Regions from separate parts of the Mus musculus genome. Here all the other regions are linked to region 2. Evidence: chromatin contacts called from public HiChIP or PLAC-seq data. All regions are on one chromosome and are shown on one strand. The core of a region is the stretch at or near the end of the contact, and the rest is flanking DNA. Distances in the headings are between cores, read along the strand shown.

Region 1 (5,700 bases), core at 1,574-4,073, 560 kb after region 2:
CAACATAGGCAGGCCTGAAAGAGGTTCCCTACCTCTCTAGGGAAAAACAAATAAACAAAACCAACAGCTGAGGAAATAAAGCTCAAATCAGAAGGCTGAAAGGAATGTATGCTCCTGGGAAGATGACATCCTTGAGAGCAGAAGCTGTCCCTGCCTCCCTAGACTCACATCCTCAACTATTACAGAGGGGGTGGCTTTGATGATGGCTGATGTATCCTCCAGCTTGGACAGTCTAAAATAAGCTCTGGGCGGGAGGGGCAGCAGGAAGCAGGGGGTTGGGGGAGGCTGACAGGAACCAATTGGCTGAGGTTTTCTAATGGAGTCATAAGGAGAGCAAAAGGCTCTGCTCTGGGAGAAGCGGATACAGAGCAGGGACAAATGCTGTTGGCAAGAGCCTCCAGCCTCCCCGCTCTCCTTTCAAGAGCAGCTCCTTCCTGAAAGATCCCAGGAGCTAGAAGACTGGGCTAATCTCTCCCCACACAAATAACCCTACCCAGTATTTTAGGAACTACTGTTCCAGTGCCCTGGAGGTCTCAGGCCTGTTTCAAAGTGCAATCATTTTGAAAACAACAAACTTGAGAGTTTAATACTTTCAATTTGCTTCATCCCTTGAATTAAACTAATAATTGACAGATTTTTTTTTAACAGACTCAAACATTTAAATTCCTCTCATTCATTTAAGAATCAGAAAAACAGCCCGTGTGTAGCATAAATAACTAATTGCCAGTTTAGGCAGTTGCTTCAAATAACCTGGAAACTTACAAACCTCCCTCAAAACAGCCTTTGGCAAGGCCAGAAACTTCTTAAATCAAAGTTGACTGTTCTATGGGTGGTTTTTCAGTTTGTTAAACTATAAGGGGGAAAGCTCAATAAAACATATTTCTTGTTTTTCATATCACCACTACCAGTTTACTGATACGGAAATTAAAACAGAGGTAAAGGCCTCATTCAAGGTCAGACCTCAGAAAGTCACAAGCAGTAACCGCATATCCCATATACTGCTTCCCTGAACAGGATCCAAATGAGAAGAGGAAATCACATTTCTCTCTCTTCAAGAGTCCTACCCTTCCCAAATAGACAGGTCTCTAAGGCCCTTGGCATTCTCACAAATCAATGACTGAGACTTGGAGAGTCTGGTTAAGCTTCCTGATTGCTTCCTGGCTATTGGAAATCTGACCTCAGAGAAAGAGGCCATAACCCCTGCCCTACTACTCCACTCTAGTTTGCCCCATAAAACAAGTCAAACCTTGCTTGCCTGCCTGCTTGCCCATAAAGGCTTTAAAAACAGCCAAACCAGGGCACTTCAAAGCAATGTTTTCAGTCTAAACAGCTCTTTCCAAAAGGAGTGGCTACAACTAGGTGGCACTGGCTGGACCGTGTGGGGAACTCCACTGAAGTCAGCAAGCAGGGGGCAAAGGAAGTGGGCGAGGGGAAAGGGGAGCAGGATATATAGTGCTTTCCCAAAGTGCTGCAAACAAGGCCAGGAATCCTCAACACCAGAAACGGGAGAGCAACCAGTTCCCAAGGGCCAGTTGCCCAAATTGGAGACCTTGTACCAACACAAATTCCCAATCTCCTACACTGCTCCGGGGTTGGAGGTCTTTGGCAATCTAGGACAATGTTTTCCATGACTGTGACTTGGAGGTCTGGAACTCTGTTTTCCATGACTGTGACTTTGACACGGGTTAGGAAGAGCGTCTAACCTGGTCCAAAATCCTGACTAACAAATTAAGGGCAGACAGAGGGGGAAACCAACTTTCCCCAGAATGTACAGGTCTTCTTGGTCTCCTGGGCCAGAAAGCAAAACCAAGAAGGGAAGCCCCTACCCCTCGACAAAAGCTATTCCTACCTTCAGTTCAAGAGCAAGACCCACCCATCTGAAGAGAAACACCTCATCTCTCTTCAGACCCTGACGGTGACAGTGACTTAGAAGGAGAGCAGGCTCTATTCCACAAGATGGAAACTGGTGACCCACGCAAACATGCCAATTCCTGGGACAGTTTGGTGGCCAAGTCTGCGTCCAGTCCCAAGACAAGTCGCGAGGGGGGCGAGGGGGGGGGTAGTACTGACAAGTGGCAAGCAAGCCCCACTTTGTTCCTATCCAGGGAAACCAGACATTTTTTTGAGTCACCCAACAAGCATGAATCACACGGCAGAGCTATGGGAACGGGAAAGGATGTTATTTTTCGGCATTCTTGAGGATTTTCCCTTTGTCCCAGCTCTATCGATACTCTTCCCGCCCCCATTCCAACCCCATCCCCCAACTCTCACGCATTTTTTTTCCCTGCTCCATTTTTATTCTCTCTTGGCCTTCGCAGGCTCTGCGCTCCCCGGCACGACTCGCAGGCAGGACTCTCAGCTCCGCACCCGCGGCAGCTCACCTGCGTCAGGTCCTCGTCGTTGAGCAGATGCGACTCGCGGGGCTTGAAGCAGTTCTGACACTTGCTCTTGTTGAAGATGTTGGCCTGAAATTTCCTGCACGGGTTTTCCTTGGCCGCCGACATGTCGGCTAGGCGGCCGCGGAGCGGGCCGCCACGGCCCAGCGCTCTCCCGGGGGTCGGGGACTCAGCGCGGCCGCCGCCGCATTTTGCGCTGGCCGCCGCAGGCCCGGAAAGGCCTCCCCTCTCGCGCCGCGCCCCGCCTGCTCGCCGCGGCCTCAGAGCGCGCGCGCCGCCTCGCGCCCCGCCCCGCCGCCCGGCCGCTGTGGGCCCATGGACGGACGCGGCCTCCGGCCGCTGGCTCCACCGCGGCCGCCCCCAAGGCGCCGGCCGGCAAGTCCAGCCGTCGCGCTCACCCGGCGCCCGCCGCCACCGCGAACGAACCGAGCTGGGCGCCGCGCGCACTCGGGGAGGGGCGGGGTGGGGCGGGGCACCGCAACCGGCAGCCCCGCGAGCCAATGGCACCCGCACGCTCCTGCTAACAAAGAAACCCGTCGACCAATGGATGACGGGGGCGGGACCGGGAGCAGCGGGCGCAAGGTAACTTGTCCAGGCTGGGAAGGTGGAGGCGCTGGGATGGAACTTTCAGGTTTGGTGGACTGGCGCCGCCGCCCGCGGCCTGACAGCTGCGGCGTTGGGCTGGGCTGCTCCCGGAAGGACGCCGGAGATCTCCGCGGTCTCCCTGCGGGCCCCTGTCTTTCTCGTAGTCTCTTCGCTGCGGCCTTCTGCCTCGTCTAGCCTGCGCCCCTACTGTGTGCTAGGTCTGTGGTCGACCCAGATGCCACCATAAAGACTAGAAATTGTTTCAAGTGCTTCCCGTGTTTTAGATCATTAAAGTTCCATAACCTTCCCGTGACCATTCCGGTTTTACGTAAGGAAACTGAGGCGCGCGGAGCAGTTAAGTAATAAGACGTAGTGTTTCCGAGGTGACTAGAAGATGTCAGCAGCCGTGAGGAGTTGTCAATTCTATTATGGGAGCCCAATTCTGCTAGAGTTACGTACGCACTCTTACCTCCGTTTTGTGCTTGAGGAGACAAAAGCTCAGACACTGCGAATAGCTTGTGCAAGGTCACTCTGCAAGAAGGGCCTGAACTATATACTACAGGCCACTCTTGTCCAGACTCCCAGGCAAAAGGCCACTTGGAAAGGAAACGACAGAGGAGTCCAGAATGGGCGGAGGGGAGGGGGATGGAGGGGGACAACCCCTGCTCCTTAGGAGGCAAATTGTTCCCAGCAGCAGTGAAATGGATCTAAGCAGAGAGCATGCAGAACTGTTCCCAAGGTATGCAGGTGTAAGTGTGGGGAGGAGGAACAAGAAAGGAGTATGTGGTCCCAGAACTCTGAAAGTAGATCTAGGAGGGTGGAGAGTTTAAGGCCAGTCTGGACCGTAATGAGACCTTTATAAGGAGGCTAAGGAGGAGAGGAAAGGGAAAGAGTGAGGGAGGCAAGACAGAAAGGAGGAATCACTTTGACCTGAGATTCCAGGCTCAGCTGGCTGGCAGTTCCAGAAGTCAGCCTGTGTTTTTTAACAGGCTGAACTAACTCATTCTTCACAATGGAGGTGATATTGGAGCAGGTGGTGGCACTGAGAGCAGCTGCGCTCAGGTCACAAGGAGGCTTTAGGAGAGAAATGCCTTCAGAGTTGCGTACTTTTCCACTGGTCATCTGGTGACTACCCCGGGGAGGTGCATTTCCATTTTGAGAAAGAAATGCTCTCCTGCACAAGGAATCAGGAATGAAGGAGCCCAGATCAAAGTGTGCCTGCAGCCTGAGGGGAAAGCCCAGCTCTGATCCAGCTGTGGGCAGGTCTTTTGCCCTCACTGGCACCTCACTGACCACATGGACAAAACTGACATGAATGTAAGGTGTTGCAAGCATTAGGTGATAATCATCTTTGCAAAATACTTCACATAATGTGGCCAATTGTTAATTGGTGAATTTTGGGAAAGGGTGTTTACTGGACTATCCTTGCGACCTTGTTGATTTAAATTTTTTTCCAGAATAAAGACGGGGAAGGGGTAAAGGGAGACTGACGGTTCTTGTCTGCACCGAATACTCGGAAAGTGATACCAGTGGTGGCCTCTGGGGAGAAGAACTGGGTTATTGGGAGGTGACCTACTTTTAAATTTTCAATATAAAACCTTTTTGTTCCTTTCGGGTTTTGTTTTATGAGCATGTACAAGCTGTTTAAAAGAAAGACTTAGAGCCAGCAAGATTGCAAGGCGCGTAAAGGCCTTTGGTACCACACCTGATGAGTTGAGATGAGTCCCCTGAAGCCACATGGTGGAAGGACAGCACAAACTCCTGAAAGTTGTCCTCAGACCTCCAGATGAGTAGTACAGTGTGTGCTACAGTGTGTGCGTATGTGCGCGCGCGCACGCGCACACACACACACGAAATACATTTAAAATCTAATTACAAGTTTTCAAAAAATATATATTTTAAAGTTCTACCCGTTTCTTGGGGCCAATCAAGGCTACCCTATTAAGAAAATGCCCAGCATACGTTGTCCAGGCCAGCCACATACCACTGGTGTCACAGCTGTGGGTATGAGGAAGAGTGATTCAGGGATCCTGAGGCTGGTAGCCTGACAAGAGCTCGACCTCAAGCAAATGAAAACTGATAAAAACAAGAGGCAAACAGAAACCTTCCACTGGAAAGTCGCAGGGCCCTGCCTAGGAAACCCCTGACTCCATAGTAGACTGAGCGCGGGGGCTTCTGGAAAAGGCAGGACCCTGGACAGTCCAAAACTGAGGAAGACTCTGCCTGGAGAAGGAGGAGGAGAGATGTTCCAGATCACCACAGCAGGGCACTTGGCTCAGGACATCCAGACCAGTCTGTGTAAACAAACAGAAGCCTGGATGCCATTAAGGTGTTGCTGGAGATTCAAACAGCCCTGAAGGAGGAGGCATTAGGAGGATGAGTGAGTGGTACAAGCGCAGCCTCCCTAAGGAGGCAGGTATGCTGCTGCTGGTGGGTACTATTATCTCGTGACTATTTGAAAGAAGAGGCTCATTGGGCTCAGGGCACAATAAGACCTTGCCTATGGTGATAATTAAGTACTTTGTATGTGAGAATTGAAGTATTCAGGCTGGCAGTGTGCAGCTTTGGGTGGTACCCATGGTCTTGAACATGCTTCGTGAGGGTTCTCCCGCTGAACCAGGTCCCAGCGCAGTCGTGGATTCTTGTGACTAGGCACTCGCATAGAGACCTTTGGTCTGGGAGATAAATGGCAAGAGAAGTTTGGAAATGGCATCCATCA
Region 2 (5,382 bases), core at 1,272-3,771:
CAACACTGAGGGCACTGCTGAGCAGAGAGGTCCTGCTGCTTAAGGTTCAGTGTCTGCAGTGCTTAAAGGGTGGGGACCAACGGGGAAGTGCACGCTGGTCCCCTAGGTAGCGACAGCCAGAGCAGGCACAGAAATCTGCACTTTAGAAGCCCTGCTTGCAGTTGAGTAGTCCCTCCAGACAGAGCGCGTACCCTCAGGTCATACTGCCCCGCCCCCGGGTCGAACGGGCGCTGGGCACGTGACCAAAACCAGAGTACCGCGAGCGCACGCTGACGCCGCGTCACCCCACTCGGGGGCCTTGCACCCATTGGCTACGGCGCCGCGAACGGGGCCTGTCCTCTGGCACCCGGAGTTCGGGGTCGCCGTGCTGCCCACCCCGCACTGTGCACTGCGACTGTCTCCAATGCAAGACAACCTTGGGCAGCGCTGAGGAGTCCTAGGCAGGTCCCTTCGCCTCCGGCCTCAGTTGTCTCATCTGTAGAATGGGAAGGAAACAGACGCCTTCCTAAGGCTTTTTGGAAAGATCGGAACGAGTTAATACCAAAAAAAAAAAAAAAAAAAAAAAAGTATTCGGCATGTCACTAGCATGCCCCAAGACTGCACAATGCTGAGCCTGCTGACACAGGTAACTGTCGGTCGGGCTGAGACCCCGCCCTTCCCAGGCTCCCCAGACCAGCTTGTGTGCTGAGCGTCAAAGAGCCCAGCAAGGCAATCCAGAGAGCTTTGGTTGGAGGTCTGGGGTGTTAGACATTAGTTTTCCAAGCTTTCCGCACAGGGTAAAGATGCCCCTTGGCTGCTGTCCTAGTAAACCAATCTGTGGAGCAGAGATTTGTGTTGATCTGATCTCCCACCTTGGGCTTGGTTTTTCTTTCCTTGTCTTCCTTCCTTTCTTTTTCTTTCTTGCTTTTCGAGACAGGACAGTAGCCCTAGCTCTTGCAGCCATGAAATGTGTATTTGTGGATCTGTACACTTTACACAGTTCCAGAACAAGGCAGATCTGTTGTGATGTCCCCAAACACCTTGCCCTTTCCTGCAGAGACAGCTCTAGTAAGTTGACTGGGGAAAACCAGTGAGCCCAGCTACACATCAGGTGTGGTGCTGGTTCAGCTGACCTCTGAGTCCTTCTGGCTGGGACAGGCTATTTGAGTTTTCAGAAAACCGGGTGTCTTCTGATGGTGGGACATGGCAGGGTGACCCCAAAGCAAGGGCTCCATGTGCGTTTTATAGCCCTGCCAACTCCTGTGTAATTTTCTAGCAGCTCCTCTGAGAAAGGAACAAAAATGTGTCCTGGTGAAGCCCAGGCACACCCTCCCTCCTTGCCCCAACTAACTCTATTGGTTGGGAGGTGAAAGCAGCCGAGGTATCTGCAGTCTGAGCAAGGCAGCTTCTGGGCGGCCTGGGGCCCTGACCCTCCCTGGTTGACTCGTAGGTTCTGCCGTTGCCTCCCAACTTGCATCACCTGTGGGCCAGAATGGTCTATTCAATCCACGCCGAAGAACCTCTCCTCCCTCCCTTGCTTTACCTGTTCCTAAGTCACAGGGCCCAGGGTTCACTTTTCAGTCTTTATTCAGGCACCTGGCCTGGCCCCAGGTCACATATGACCCAGTAGCTGGGCTCAGGTCCTCAGGACCTCTGTTACAGAATTCTTTCTTTTTTTTCTTTTTTCTTCTCTCTTCTCTTCTCTTCTCTTCTTTCTTTTTGGTATCTTGAGACAAGGTTTCTTTGTATTGCCCAGGCTGTCCTGAAACTCACTCTGTAGATCATGCTGGCTTCGAACTCAGAAACCTACCTGCTTCTGCCACCCAAGTGCTGGGATTAACAGAGTGTGCCACCATGCCTGGCTCACAGAATCCCTTCTTGACTTTGAGATTCACACTTTTTCTAGATCCTTTTGGAGACACAAGTCATTCTATAGGAGTAGTACGAGCCCACTGGCCCTTCAGGTCCTCTCTGCTCCAATGGTAGGACTGATAGGATTAAGACAAGATCAGAAGTTCCAGCCACCCCCTCCTCCTGCAGGTTCTGCCTGAGAACTCTTCTCCTCTGGAGGCCCACTTCTAGACTTCTAAGCTGAGAGGGTGGACAGGTCTTATGGGCCATGCTTCTCTAACCTCTCAGCTGGCTCATAGATAATTGGACCCTGGCTACAGATGAGGAAAACAGAGGCACATAGTGGAGGGGCCCCACTGCAGGCCTGTATCTGCTGTATTTTGGACCCAGGACTGTCTGGTTCTAAACAGCAAGACTAGGAAGTGAGTTTTCTGTTCTCTGCTCCCACCCTCATGCTGGGCCCCCCATCCCTGGCCCTTTAATCTAACGATGTCTGGGCTGGGTCTAGTCCTGTGGCTTCCATTCGGTCCCTCCCTTGGCCTGATACAGAAGAAGCCAAGGCCCAGTGCCTGTGCACCCGCAGGAGATTGCTAGAAACCAGGCTCGGGCAGGCAGTCTCAACCCGCTAGGCGAGCTGTCAGGATGCAGGCTGGTGGGCGGGGCTTGATGGGAAACCCCGCCCCTCCGCTCAGGTGGCTCCGCCCGCGGAACCCAGTTTCCGGGGAACTTTTCCTTAACGTGGGCCTAGTCCGAAGCCGGGTGGGCGCCGGCGCCATGGACGAGCTGGCCTTCGGTGAGGCGGCTCTGGAACAGACACTGGCCGAGATGTGCGAACTGGACACAGCGGTTTTGAACGACATCGAAGGTGCGTGTCCCGGGGCTCCGGCGCGGCCTGTGCAGGGTCGCACGTCCGGCGAGGGCGCTTGGCCGGGAACTTTGGCGCGTGCGCACTGCGCGATCTGGCGCCTGAGATCTAGGGTTGAGCTTTCCGGACCGCAGTGGGCTAGGTTTCTGGACACGCTGAGTATCCACTCAACTTCAAGCCTGGTCCTGTGTACAGTTCACAGGCCGACCCGGGGTTTCTCATTTCTTGAGTTCACCAAAATTCCCAAGAAAGTCCACGAACCGATATTTGCATTTACCTTGGCTTGCAAGCATCTGGCTACTTTGGATTGAGGTCAGGGAGGTCTCTTTGAGTGCACTAGAGCTAAGGAGCAGCCCCCTCACCGGAAAGGAAAGATACTTTTTAGGCGGAGGGGGAGGCAAAGGCCCTTTAGGCGGGACCTGAGTTTGAGGAATTGGAAATCTGATAGAAGAGAGAAGGTGCTCTCTAGAATATTTTTCAAATTTTGTGATTCTGGGGCAGTAACTCGGATTCTAGAACATATTAACAGGCTTTCTGCGCTGAGCCACACCCCAGGCCACTTAGATCCTTTAAAACATCACTTGAACTCGCTCAGTATGATTCATCTCCCATGTCAACAACAACTACCAATTGGGCGGAGGGAAGGAGTGGCGGCGGATCTGGAGAAGAAAAAAACCCCAGCAAGTCATTGTTACTATAAGATATGTATCCATGTTAGGTGGACTGTTCAACGATCTCTGGTGGCTGTTAGCAGTTTCAAAACATTATATTTCTCTTGCTCGTTTAAGGCTGCTCCACATCCTCCTCCACCCCAGATAATCATGACTGTGTGTCTACAACTACAATGGGGCCTGTGGGATTACAGTAGATTGTGCCCCCTGATGCTCTGTTGATAGACACCTAAGCTGTTTTTTATATCCAACACAGCCTTGGACTGCTGTGCCTACGTCCTCATCAGAGACCTAAATGTGCCATCAAAGCTTGGAGTTACTGCTAGTCACCTGCCGGGCAGTGGTGGCACATGCCTTTAATCCTAGCACTTAGGAGGTAGAGGCAGGTGGACCTCTGAGTTCGAGGCCAGCCAGGGCTACACAGAGAAACCCTGTCTGGGGGGGGGGGGGCGGAGAACAAAAACTGCTAGACACTTAAGAGGAATGAAAGTTTAGAGATATCTTGGCTGACCTGAGATCCAGGCATGGTTAGGAACAGTGAGAGGAGGGATGGGAGGAGGAGAGTACAGTGTTGAGTTGTTAGAAGTTCCCTCTTGGTGTTTGGGTGTCCATCCATCCCAACATGGATAGCCTACACTTATGGAGTACTTGGTGTTAGGTTGAGAATTGCATTGAATCCTTCCGACAGGCCCAGCTGGAAGACATACTTTTATCTTACAAGTAAGAGACCAAAAACAGAGGGTAAATGACATGTCCAAGTCTTGCAGCCACAGCAAGACAGAACTCAGACCCAGGCTGTTGGCTCAAGAGCCTGGACCTCTGGCTCCCAAGGCTGGACGAAGAGGTGAGATTGAGGCAGGGGCTGGGGAGCCATGTAGCTGTCTCCTTCAACCCAGAGCAGCATTGGACATAAGACTGGAAAGTGGCAAGGAGAGCCAGTCCCACTGGCCATCTCCAGCCTGCTTTTCTCACCCTCTGTCATATGACTCCTCTGTGAGCTTGCCACCTTTATATCTGAAGATGATGCTGTGCCCAGAGCATCAAGTCCTGCTCTGGCTGTGACCTCAGAGAAGATCCAGAGGAGCTGTCTTCTCCTTGCTCCTGGTGTCCGGTCACTGGAGGCTGGCAAAGGGAGCCTGTGATAGGGACCACTGTGCATTGAGGGCAGAGAAGGCAAATGGAGGTAGTGCTGCTCTGAGACTGGCTGGTCACTCTAGGAGCCCTGGGGAGCCCAAGGCCTGTGACAGCCAGCTCCCCAACAGTCTGTTGGCTCAAGGTGTATACATAGCTTAGGTCCAGCGTGGCTTACTAGGAAGCTCTCCTGGGTTCCAATTCCCCCTCTCTGTCCTGGTCTTACACTGTATCTGTTTATGTTCCAGTATTGTGTGACTCTCCCCAGGGAGAGGTGTCTACGAATCTGATAGGGCGCTGTTACAGAGTGAAGAAACGATTCCATTCAAGTTGAGCTTCATGAACCAATGAATGTATTGGTGTCTTAATCAGTGTTCTGTTGCTGTGAAGAGACAGTATGACTACAGCAACTCTTATAAAGGAAAGCTTTGAACTGGGGCTGGCTTACAATTTCAGAGGTTTAGGCCATTGTTACCATGACTGGAATGTGTGGCGGCACACAGGCAGACATGGTGCTGGAGAAGTGGCTGAGAGCTCTCCATCCAGATCCATAGGTGGAGAAAGGGAGACACTTAGCTTTCGAAGTCCTAGAGCCCAGTCTCAGTGACACATACACTTCTTCCAACCAAGCCACACCCCCAGTCCCTCTCAAGTAGCGCCACTTTCCAACGACCAATCATTCAGTGGGGTTGTGCAGACTCCCAAACAGCTGTGTCACTGCCAGGTCTTAACTCCAGCGTAGTGACAACCTTTGGAAAGTTGCATCTAGAGCCCTAACCCCACACACCCACCCAGGAATACACCTTCTGCCTCCTGTATACTCTGACCTCCCAAGGTTCCACGCAGCTGAGTGGCGAGGGGACACAGTGGTTAGAATCTCTGGTC
Region 3 (5,334 bases), core at 1,465-3,964, 560 kb before region 2:
ATCTTCGCCCAGGACCACAAGTGTCCTCCCACTGAGCAGGGAGTAGATGGCTGGGTGGGCAAAAGGGTACTGGCGGATGAATTTTAAGGCATTCTGGCCAGCTCTCTTTTTGTGCCTCTCAGAGGATAGGCCAGCAGGAGGTGCTGAGGGGATTCTGTCTGAGCTGGTAGAGGCCGCACTGCCCATGTAGCTAGTGGTATCCGAGTAGTTATCCAGGCTCATCTTACTAACATCTCGGCTAGCCAGAAGGCAGCTTGGATCCAGCTCATAAGCTGGGAACATTTCACAACTGTTGTCTCGGGGAGAAGGGTCAGTGTTTTCCACTCCGAAGTCCACGTGGAGCCCCTGGTCCTTCTGTATGTAGCGCTGTGGGGGAATGCTCACCACACTGTCCTCATCAGAAAGAGTGTAGGCTGGGGTTGGGAGAGGCACCAAGTGACCTTCACTCTCCTTTCCAATACAGCAGCTGGAGTCTATTTGGGATGGGATATTTTCCAAGTTGCCCTCCTGAGTCTCATCCGGTTCTGGTGAGCCGGCACTTGCCTGGAAATGGATGGCCCCCTCATTATCCGCATAGGCTTCTTCTTCATTAATGGCACTTGGGTAACTGGCCTTAAAGTCATCAGGAATGAGGGCCTCAGAAGGGCAGGTACTTAAGACTTCAATGCTGTCCTCGCTGATTGTCCTGTGGCTGACCGCTTTGCTACGGACTACATGGGGGCTCAATGGCACGGTGAGGCTGGCCTGGCTGTCAGATTTCGACAACACAGAGGCTGACTTCTCGGTGCCCAGCACCTCAATGCTTTCCCCACTACTGATGCTCCCTTTCATATCCATATCCAGGTAGTCCAGGTTCTCTTGGGGGTCAAAACTGCGTGCCTCTGTTGCCTCCACCCCCGTGTACTCTTCATCGCCAAGTTCCTGCTCCATCTTGATCAATACAGACTCCACACTGGACTTGTAAGAGCCAACGCTAATTAACACTTTAGGAATGGGGCATTCTTCTACAGGCTTGGGAGGCAGCCTGTCCTGACTGGGCTGAGAGGGTACATTCTCTTGCTTTTCCATCCTGTCATCCACCTCTACAAAATCTTCAAAGAGGAAATTCGTTATGGGCTGTTGTTTTCGAAGCACTCTGTCAATCTGACTGGTCAGGAGGTAGCACAGGTCTCCTCTGAACATGTGTTCAATGTGGCTAAGCTGGGCCAGGGTCTGAGTGAAATACTCAGTGTCACAGAGTTCCTCCAAGGTCTTCAACTTCTTGTCAAAACACTTGGTGGACTTTGCTTTGATGAGTTTGGGGGTGTAAGCCGGTCTGCAGGTATAAAGGTCTGCATTAGCGGACTCCTCAGGATTAGAGGTAGTGGATACCTGGTCAGCCTGATCCTGGGTATGCTCTGTATCACCAGGCTGCAAGTCAGGGATCTTCGTCTTCTGACGAGGGTATGAGCGGATCTGCCTCAGCAAATCTTGATGTTCGATGATGGACTTCTCCACATTGGCCAGTTCATTGGCTTTCTCAATCGCCTGAGAAGAATAAAAACCCTTGTCGTTGGCTTTCTTCTGGATCTCGGTTTCTGTGTGTAGCACTGTCCTTGTGTAATCCAAGTCTTTCAGCTTTTTTTCAAGTTCCCCAGCGAATGCCTTCCTGTTGCCCATCTTCAAGCACTCAGATGCTTTGGAAAATTCGGCCGAGAGCTCTTGGAACTGCTGCATGATTTTATGCTGGTCTGCGGAGATATAAGCCATACAAAAGGGCCTCACAAAGCCCCTGGCCTCCAGGTCGTACAAGGTGAGGTGGTGCACATATGCAAAGGCCCCTTCCTTAGAGTCTCCCAGTACCACTTTAGAGTCTTCCACAAAGTTCAACTTGGGGTAGGCAGAACCGGGAGGATGGCCTACGAATGAAGCCTGGTAATCCACCGACATAATCCGCAAAGAGAAGTAATTAAGATCAAAAGTGCCAAAAACTTTGGTGTCATTGGGGATGGTAAGCAAGGGCTGGGGTCCCACCTGCTCAGAGAACTCGGAAATGAGGATGAAGTCCCTGGAGAACTTGGCCCCAGACAGTTTAGACCAGGGGTTTGCCCCCTGGCTGGCATAAGGAAAGAGAGGGACTGAGTACTCCTCAGGCAAAGCGGGCTCATTGTAAGGTTCTTCCTCGTATTCATCTTCCTTGGTGAAGGCCACCACATCAGGGGCGCTGATCATATTTCCTGAAATATGGCAAGCACATTGAGAGGAAATGGAAAATAATGTAGGGTTGGTCGGAGGGAGAGTCAGGCCTCTGGATGCGAAAACGAAGTTCTTGCGGCCTTCTTTGCACTTCCGGGGATCCTAAACTGCCCTGTCACACAACGAAGAACTCGAATTGCCGCAGACTCTCAAGGTTTGGGACCTGTGATGCCCTGGGCAAGCCTCATGAACTCCAAAGCTGCAGGTCCAGATGACGGAGGCTGGCCATTCTCCAGCGTTTGCCCGGGCCGGCGCAAGGTTCCTGAAGCTAGGTCACCAGCACTCCCCGGAACCTACCGGCGACATCAACAGTCCCAGCTCTGATCGTGTCATTAATCCTCGCCACGGGCTACCGCAGAATCAGTCAAATGAGTCTCCCCACGACCTAAGGGCAGAAACTGTCGCCGCTCCTAGGACCGTACTGTCCCAGGGAAGCTACCGCGGCACCGCCATCTTGGTATCACATGACTCCCCAGCATCAGCGTCGCGTGACCCGGAAACGCCCACACAGACTTCCAAGTTAGTGGCGCCTTTTAAGAGGCCCTGCCAATCAGATCTTCCAGAGGACAAGTCCCGTTAACTACCCATTGTCATAAAGAAAAGGAAAGTAGAATACAGTGGGGTGGAAGGGAGGAGGAGAAACGGTGTTGGAGGAACGTGCACAGGGCATGAGGCATTCTGGGAGTTGTAGTTCAAGGCTGCTTAGTGGCGCAGTGGGCGGAAGTTGTCTGTGAGCGCGAGTTTAAGCGAGACTCGGACGTGTGGGTTTCTGATCGAGGCGGCAGTTGCCTGGAAAAACTGCATTTATTAAGGTGGCTCTCACAGTTCCTCGTGGCTTTTCCTCTGGGTTCTCCAGCATGCACGGGCACCCGTGGAGTTGCTGCTGGAGCAGGACCTAGGGAATGATCTTCCCGGTCACCCTCTTAGCGTTTCAGTGGCACCGACGGCCTGGAGGCCGTGCCCTGTCCCGCGCTGCCATGGAAGTGGCCTTCCGAGGAGTGCGAAAAGTTCTCTGCGTGGCGGAGAAAAACGACGCTGCCAAGGGGATCGCCGACTTGCTGTCCAACGGGCGTATGAGGCGGGTAAGAAGCACTTGGGTTCTGCTTCCCTGAGGAACGCCCACAAAGTCCGACAGCGCGTTGGGTACCGGGAGCCCGGGCGAAAGCGACTCCGCCTATTTTGCGAGAGGCCCCTCCCGGCCGCCCTCACTTCTCGGTTTCTCCCTAGCCTTCAGGCTTTTTGTAAATGTAAAACCTTTTCACGCTTTTGATAGACCTTTGCTCGCCGGATCTGTCTGCTCGGCTCACATACCAGTGGAGCATTGCTCTCCCTTCTTTGGGTCTGGAGTGTGAGAACACGTGTATTTTAAAACTCTTCCTTGGTCAATCACAAGTTCAGTAGTATTGGAAAGCGGTAACCAACTCCTTTATCTTGGCGTTCAAGCCTTACTTATGGAATCCTGTCCCTGCCTTCTGCAGACCCTGTGACTAGGGTGGTGGCACCCTAGGGGTAACACTTAGGTTTAGGAACTAGAGAAGTCAATTACTACTCCTATAGACTGATTCTAAGATACACGAAAGATAGGATTGTCTCCTGACAAAACGGAGGTGAGAAGGGTAAAACCCCAAGGACTGTTGCGTTATCATTCAGCTGGAGGCCCTTCCTAGGAGCTGTTCCCTTTTCTTTGCAAACAGTTGGATCTCCAGACCTCTGCCTCCAGTTTTAAAATACCCGGAAGGGGGAGCCAAGGTTAGGTGGGCGCTGGCCCCTAACTACTTCACCTCTTAAAAATGTCTTTGAGTAATAATTTTTTCTTTTCTGTTTTGGAGACAGGGGTCTCACGATGTAGCCCTGGCTGTCCTGGAACTTGCTAAGTAGATCAGGCTGGCCTTGAACAATGGAGATCTGTTTGCCTCTGTCTTCTAAGTACTGGGGTTACAGACTGACATTCAGCCTAACTACTGCTTAGATCTCTCTCTCTTTTATTTTTTAATGTCTATGGGTGTTTTCCCTACATGTATGCCTGTGTATCAGACACATGCCCACCGAGGCCAGAAAGGGTATCAGATCTGGTTGTGAGCCACTATGTGAGATATGGGAATCGAACCTAAGTACTCTGAAAGAGCAGCAAGTGCTCTTAACTATTGAGTCATCTCTCCAGCCCCTTAAATGTCTTTTTTTAAGGAGCGCCCCCTGCCCCCCATACACGCACACACTTGGCCGGGGATTCTTTTCTCCCTCTCCCCCACCCCCTCTCTTTCTCTCGATGGCTAGTTGGTTGGTTTTTGGAGACAGGTTCCTCTGTGGTGTAGTCCTGTTTGTCCTGGAACTCACTATGTAGACCAAGCCAGGGCTTCTGAATCCTGTACCATCACAACACTTAGAAGGCATCTACAGTAATGAGACTGCCAAAGCTGGAATAAAAGAGATTGTTGCTGCTTTGTCCATACCATTGAGTAGATTGGAATTGAGTCTTTAAAACTGTATTTTATTCAGAGGGCTGGCAACCCTAGAAGACAGCTTGTCTCCAGCTGGCAGGTTATATAGAGACAATGGGGGTGAGGTAGAGAATGAAAGGCGGTCAGTCGCTTTGGAGTTCAATCGTGCCCCCTGGTCAGCCATATTTTGAGATTTGTGTTGTTCTGTAAGGATAAGTAAGAGTTAAGTTTGTAGGAAGAAATAAAAGATGAGAAACTAGATGAGCTCAAACAGCTAAAGCAATTGATATTTAATGCCAGAAATGTGGTGTTTGTAGTTCTGACTATGACATGACCAGGGCACAGGACCTCAGCACTCAATGATCAGGGTCCAAGAGAATACACATTTCTTGCTTCAGGCTGGGATTTTTGTAGCTAAGGATAGGGAGTGGGTGAGAGGGATTTGTTTGGGGCAGAATGAGGAAGTTAGCTGTTTTCCTTAGATAAGCAGTTTGGTCTGACTGCCAGGTCTGTTGTCTCTGCCACCACTGGGTATCTGGAGTTGGGCCTGCTGCCTTCTGCAATCCTTAAATATTTATTTCTTGGAACTTTGATCTCAGTTCCAGGAACTTGGCTTTTGGGGAGATTCATGTTTCAATTTGGAAGAAATGTCGTACAAGCT
Region 4 (6,028 bases), core at 2,967-5,466, 590 kb before region 2:
GGCTTGGGTCACTTCTCCAGCCATGCCCTTTGTAGCACACGCTTCATCCTCTAGGCTCCAGATGCCTGTACTCCACTGCTGCTGCTGCTCTTGGTGGTCATCTCATGGTACTGGCATCTCCAAAACACTGCATGACCCCTTCAGTCCTGGGCCATCAATTGCAACTGAGGCTGCACTTTCACCAATGGCCTTCCATGGCCTCTCACAGTGCCAAGCCTCAGCTGCTCTGCTCAACTCCTTCATGCCTTCAAAACCAGTACCACCTGGGTGACCCTTACACATTACCAAGTCCAGCCACAGCACAAGGTACAACTTTGGCTATATCTGGAACACAGCCACTGTGCTCTCAGAAAACACTTCCCAGAAGATGTCACCTCAATGATGCTGGTCTCTTCTTAATCACCGCTAATTTCTTAGCTCCAGCTAACCAGCATCAATAGTCCCAGTAATGCAAAGTTTTTGCTTTGGTAGTTCTGGTATCTTGTTAATCACAGCTGATTCTTCAGCCCCAGCTAACCAGAACTACAGAATCTTCACATTCAAAACAGCAATGGCCCTGAAAAGAGTCTTTAATTTTCCCTCTGAAATTTCACAAACCAGACCTCCATCTTCTGCAGTGTTCTCAACATTATCTTCCAAGCTCCTACACAACATCCGACAGAGCTCTTAACAACGGATGGATCTTCAAGCCCAAAGTTCCAAAGTCCTTCCACAGTCCTCCCCAAAACATGGTCAGGTTGTCACAGGAATACCCCACTCCTGGTACCAATTTGTCTTAGTCAGGGTTTCTATTCCTGCACAAACATCATGACCAAGAAGCAAGTTGGGGAGGAAAGGGTTTATTTGGCTTACACTTCCATACTGCTGTTCATCACCAAGGAAGTCAGGACTGGAACTCAAGCAGGTCAGAAAGCAGGAGCCGATGCAGAGGCCATGGAGGGATGTTCTTTACTGGCTTGCCTCCCCTGGCTTGCTCAGCCTGCTCTCTTATAGAACCCAAGACTACCAGCCCAGAGATGGTCCCACCCACAAGGGGCCTTTCCCCCTTGATCACTAATTGAGAAAATGCCTTAGAGTTGGATCTCATGGAGGCATTTCCTCAACTGAAGCTCCTTTCTCTGTGATAACCCCAGCTGTGTCAAGTTGACACAAAACTAGCCAGTATACCTCCCCCCTCCCCCCCCCCCCGCCCTGCTCCCCAACCCACCCACACCAGCTTCCTGGCCCTTGCATTCCCCTGTACTGGGGCATATGATCTTCACAAGACCAAGGGCCACTTCTCCCATTGATGGCCGACTAGGCCATCCTTTGCTACATATGCAACTAGAGACTGGGGGGGTGTTTTGTTTTATTTTTTTTCAAAGATTTATTTATTTATTATATGTAAGTACACTGTAGCTGTCTTCAGACACACCAGAAGAGGGAGTCAGATCTCGTTGAGGATGGTTGTGAGCCACCATGTGGTTGCTGGGATTTGAACTCAGGACCTTCAAAAGAGCAGTCGGGTGCTCTTACCTGCTGAGCCATCTCACCAGCCCCGTTTGTTTTATTTTTAATTTAAAGATTTATAGCCAGAGGCTAGTGGTGCCTTGAAAACCAAAACAAATCAGATTTACTTATTTTTTTAAAGATTTATTTATTTAATGCATATGTGTAGACTGTCGTTGTCTTCAGGCACACCAGAAGAGAGCATCAGATCCCATTACATATGGTTGTGAGCCACCATGTGGTTACTGGGAATTGAACTCAGGACTTCTGGAAGAGTAGTCAGTGCTCTTAACCTCTGAGTCATCTCTCCAGCCCCCAGACTTACTTATTTTAATTTTATGTGCATTGGTGCTTTGTTGTTGCAGGGTATTTTCAGTAAAGTTAGTTTGTAGAAAGAACCCATGTTTGAAAGTGATGTCTAATTGAGTGACAAACAAAGTGATGAAACAGAGAAAGATTTGACAAAATAGGATATTCCCAACTCTCATAAGAACAGAAAGAAAAGAGAGGATACTCTAGTGGCTATTCCTATTTGTCAAATTGACTATATCTGGAATGAACTACACTCCAGAATTGGAAGGCTCACCTGTGATCCAGATCTTGAGACTGAAAGACACATATTTCTGACCTGGATCTTTGGCATGGAGATCTTGAGGCATAGTGGCCATGAGAAGCTTAGGCTCAGGCAAGGTAGTACATGGCTTTAATCCCTGGAGACTGAGGCAAGGAGATCTCTGAGTTCAAGGTCAGCCTGGGACAAGGAAGTCCAAGATTCAGGGGTGGTGGTTTACCCCTTTAATCTGGGACACAACTTTCTGCTGGAAGCCTACATAAGGATATTGGAAGAAGGAAGATTCAGTCTTCTTTGCCTGCTTGCCTTGTGGGACTGAGCAACTGCTAGATCCTTGGACTTCCAATCACAGCTGCTGTTGACCATTGTTGGGGAGTTGGACTTCAGATTCTAAGTCATCAAAGACTACCCATAAGTTCTGTGACTCTAGAGAACCCTGACTAATACAGGTACTTAAGAGAGAACAGCACAGAGAGAAAAGAAAAAGGAGGAGGAGGAGGCAGTTTTGCTGGGACAGTTAGAGAGAGACAGGTTGCAGAGAGAGAACAAGTTAGACACAGGTGAAGTCAGAATCAGCCAGAGAATGAGAACATATTGTCAAAGTTACACTTTACCTGTATGTATACGAAGGTGCTAAATCCCCTGGAACTGGAGTACGGATTGTTGTGAGCTGCCATGTGAGTGTTGGGAATTGAACCCAGGTCCTCTGGAAGAGCAGCAGTGCTCTTAACTGCTGAGCCATCTCTCCAGCCCTGTGGGGTTTTGTTTTTATTTTTATTATTTAAATCTATTTTTTTTTAAATTAGGGGCTGGAGAGATGGCTCAGTGGGTAAGAGCACTGCTGCTCTTGCAGAGGGCCAAGGTTCTGTTCTCTGAACCCTTGTGGTGGTTCACAGCCAACTATAACTCCAGTTCTAGGGGATTTAACACCCTTTTGCCTGCCTCTGCCTTCTGAGGGCTGGGACTAAAGGCTGCACTACTACCTCCTGACTCTAAAATGATTTTTTAAATCTTATCATTTTAAATTAATTTTGTTACTAAACAATGTATTTTTATATTTTTATGCACACATGGCAATAATATATATTTAAAAATTTATTTTATTTATATATGCAAGTGTTTGTCTGCATGTATGTGTGTACCACATGCATGCATTGGCCACAGAGGTCAGAAGTGTGCATCAGAGCCCCTGGAACTGAAGGTATAAATGGTTGTGAGCCACCCATGTGGGTACTGGGAATTGAACTCAGGACCTCGGCAAAAGCAACAAATGCTCTTAACCACTGATCCATCTCTCTAGCCCCATGGCAATATGATTTGCTTCATTCGTTTTTACTAGCGTGTGTAACACAAACAACGCAAACTCTTGTTTAGGCTAAGCAGGCTCTCTAACACCGAGCCACACAGCCAGCCTCATTTTAATATTTGAGACAGCCAGCTAGCCTGAATCTTGGTATTTAGTCAGGTTGCCCTCTGTCTCAAGATCCCTCTGCCAAAGCCTGTAGAGTTCTGGTCATGCCAGCTGGGTTTTTGTTTGTCTTGTTTGTTTTTTTGTTTACTTATTTATTTGAGATAGGGATTACTGTGGGCTGACACCAGGACCCGCGGTGGTGGCGCACGCCTTTAATCCAGCACTTGGGAGGCAGAGGCAGGTGGATTTCTGAGTTCGAGGCCAGCCTGGTCTACAGAGCGAGTTCCAGGACAGCCAGGGCTAGACAGAAAAACCCTGTCTCAAAAAACCAAAAAAAAAAAAAAAAAAAAAGATCTATTTATGTCAGGCATGGTAGCACATACTTTTAATCCTAGAACTCTGGAGGCAGATCCCCTGGACACTTGTGCATTAGTTACTGGAAACTGAACCCGAACCAGGCTCGATCCCCAATCCTATCCAGGTCTTCTGGATCACAAAACACTCCTACAATCAGCAATACTGCCCAAAAGTCCCAGGTCCCAAGGTAAGGAACCGCCCAGTCCCCTCCTCCTTCCCACCCCCTCCAGTTCAGAGCTCTTTTTTTTTTTTTTTTTTTCCGTCAGGCTTTGCCCTGCTCTGAGCGCGGGCGAATCGCGCGTGGGCAGCTGGGGGCGGGCTCTACCTGGATGCTCCCACTGATTGGGCCGCTGTAGGGGCGGGGCGGGACCAGGCTGCGCTGGGGAGAGTTTAGTGGAGCTCCGGCCTCTGCGCGCCAAGTTTGGGTTTCCCCCGGACGTGGTGTGTCACGTGGTGGGGAGGCTGGTTCCCGGAGCACGTGCTGGGCTGTTAGGACAGCCCGCTGCGGGGTTCCGGCTGGAGGTGTTGCTGTGGTCACTTTCCGCGCGCTCTCCAGGAATTCGGCGATCCACTTGCCTCTGCCTCCCTAGTGCTGGGATTAAAGGCGTGCGCCACCACAACGCGTTTAGTCCCTTTCATAAAGACCGGAGGAACAGACGTTTACGGCCAGCTCCCGAAACCAAGTGAACTGGAGGCCACCCTGCACCAAGGGTTGGAACCTTTTCACAAAATCCACGCTCCTAATACAAGGTATGTAATTTCTAATCTTTGCGATTGTTTCTTTTTGTTTTGTTTGAGGTGTGAGTGTCACACATGCTGTCCTCGAACTTGATGTGTAGCCAAGGATGACCTTGAACTTCTAATGGTTCTGCCTCCACCTCACCAGTAAGAGCTATCGCTCTCGGTTCATGTGGTGCTGGGATGGAACCCCTTGGTTTATACATGTTAACGAAGCTTCCGAGGTTTGTCTGTAATCACTGCTTTTGATTTACTAGTACAACCCTGATTATCTGCAGTGCGTTACTCTATCTAGGGGACAGGTTGGCTTGTAGCGTTCTTAGCCCAGTGCCTCTATTTCAAGGTCTGGAAGTTAGGTGACCTTTGGTTAGCTGAAGCAAGCACAAATGTGTTTAATTGAGCCAGGCAGTTGCTGGACCAGAAACACCAGTTTAGGCTCCGTACAGAATACATTTAAAATTTCTTCCTTGAGGGGAAATTGAATGGAGGTGAGTAATTGTGTTACCCAGGATTCTGGGAAGCACCAAAAGTAAACAGGAGTTCACATTCTGCCTCTGTTATATGACCTTAGTTAAAGCCACTCCAAGGCCTTTGAGAGCCTCCTCTCTTTATAAAGCAGGGCACAGAGAGACTCGCACTGTTCCTGTCCCCATTACAGCCTAACACGTGGGTATGGACTTTGGCAGACCTATAGACAGTAATAAGGAAATGCTGTATGTTTTCCCCAAAGTTAGCTCAAAAACGACAGTTCAGCAGCCAGGGCTCTGCAGAGAGACCCTGTCTTGGAAAACAAAATAATCAAAAGTCTATAGTGTGAAGATCTTCTTCCTAAGTAAGCCCTAAGTAAGCCAGGAGTGGTGGTGGCACACGCAGGAAGATCTCTGTGAATTCAAGGCCAGCCTGGTCTACATAGAAAAACCCTCTCTAAAAACATAAAACTAATGCCCTGGCCTGGGTATTGTGGTGTATGGCCTTTAATCCCACCCAGCAGACAAAGAGGTAGAAGTAGGCAGAGTTCAGTGCCAGCATGGTCTACATAGTGATTCCAGGATAGTTCTATATGGAGACCTTGTTGTTGTTGTTGAAAACTATTAAATACCTGACTGAGGCTAGGCCTGGGAAAGCAGCTTGGTTGGTAGAAAGCTTGCCTGGAATGCAGGGAGCTGGGTTCAGTCCAGCATCCCATGAAACTAAATGTGCTGAGGCGTGCCTATAAGCTGAGGACTCCTGAAGTGGGTGGGCCAGAACTTTCAGGCTCTTCTCTGCTATGCCAGTTCTGTGCCTGCCTGGGCTACATGAAACCTTGTCTTTAAAATCAATCAATCAATCAATCAATCAATCAATCAAGTATACACTAAGCTTCTTGAGCTCCTTGAAGAATTCTGAGCTAGCAAGATGGCTTCTTGAGTTAGGGGACTCACAGACAAGCCTAATGGACTGACTTTACCCCTAGGAACTTCCTT

What was found. HiChIP or PLAC-seq counts read pairs in DNA pulled down with a chosen protein or histone mark.
Region 1: a contact with region 2 is called in a FOXA1 HiChIP or PLAC-seq map of pancreatic cancer cells. The contact joins the promoter of Mprip here to the promoter of Srebf1 in region 2. A contact is called at or near these places in 2 of 39 promoter capture datasets (liver and pre-B cells), 1 of 484 Hi-C or Micro-C datasets (CD4 T cells) and 4 of 115 datasets of contacts at active chromatin or transcription factors (bone marrow-derived macrophages, embryonic stem cells, memory CD8 T cells and 1 more).
Region 3: a contact with region 2 is called in an H3K27ac HiChIP or PLAC-seq map of trophoblast stem cells, with 10 read pairs. The contact joins the promoter of Smcr8 here to the promoter of Srebf1 in region 2. A contact is called at or near these places in 1 of 484 Hi-C or Micro-C datasets (embryonic stem cells) and 2 of 115 datasets of contacts at active chromatin or transcription factors (microglia and trophoblast stem cells).
Region 4: a FOXA1 HiChIP or PLAC-seq map of pancreatic cancer cells shows a contact between it and region 2. The contact joins the promoter of Shmt1 here to the promoter of Srebf1 in region 2. A contact is called at or near these places in 1 of 39 promoter capture datasets (liver), 1 of 115 datasets of contacts at active chromatin or transcription factors (pancreatic cancer cells) and 1 of 9 other capture datasets (pancreatic islet).

Annotation. Positions count from the first base shown.
Region 1 is chr11:59,659,630-59,665,329 of GRCm38.p6, reverse strand. Mprip (myosin phosphatase Rho interacting protein) reads right to left here and starts at 2,823. Exons shown (of 24, transcript NM_001368931.1): 1 at 2,382-2,823. The coding sequence starts at 2,504.
Region 2 is chr11:60,217,766-60,223,147 of GRCm38.p6, reverse strand. Srebf1 (sterol regulatory element binding transcription factor 1) reads left to right here and starts at 2,521. Exons shown (of 19, transcript NM_011480.4): 1 at 2,521-2,695. The coding sequence starts at 2,605.
Region 3 is chr11:60,774,905-60,780,238 of GRCm38.p6, reverse strand. Smcr8 (Smith-Magenis syndrome chromosome region, candidate 8 homolog (human)) reads right to left here and starts at 2,714. Exons shown (of 2, transcript NM_001085440.1): 1 at 1-2,714. The coding sequence starts at 2,211. Top3a (topoisomerase (DNA) III alpha) reads left to right here and starts at 2,874. Exons shown (of 19, transcript NM_009410.3): 1 at 2,874-3,317. The coding sequence starts at 3,138.
Region 4 is chr11:60,809,453-60,815,480 of GRCm38.p6, reverse strand. It overlaps Shmt1 (serine hydroxymethyltransferase 1 (soluble)), which reads left to right and starts at 4,216. Exons shown (of 12, transcript NM_009171.2): 1 at 4,216-4,577.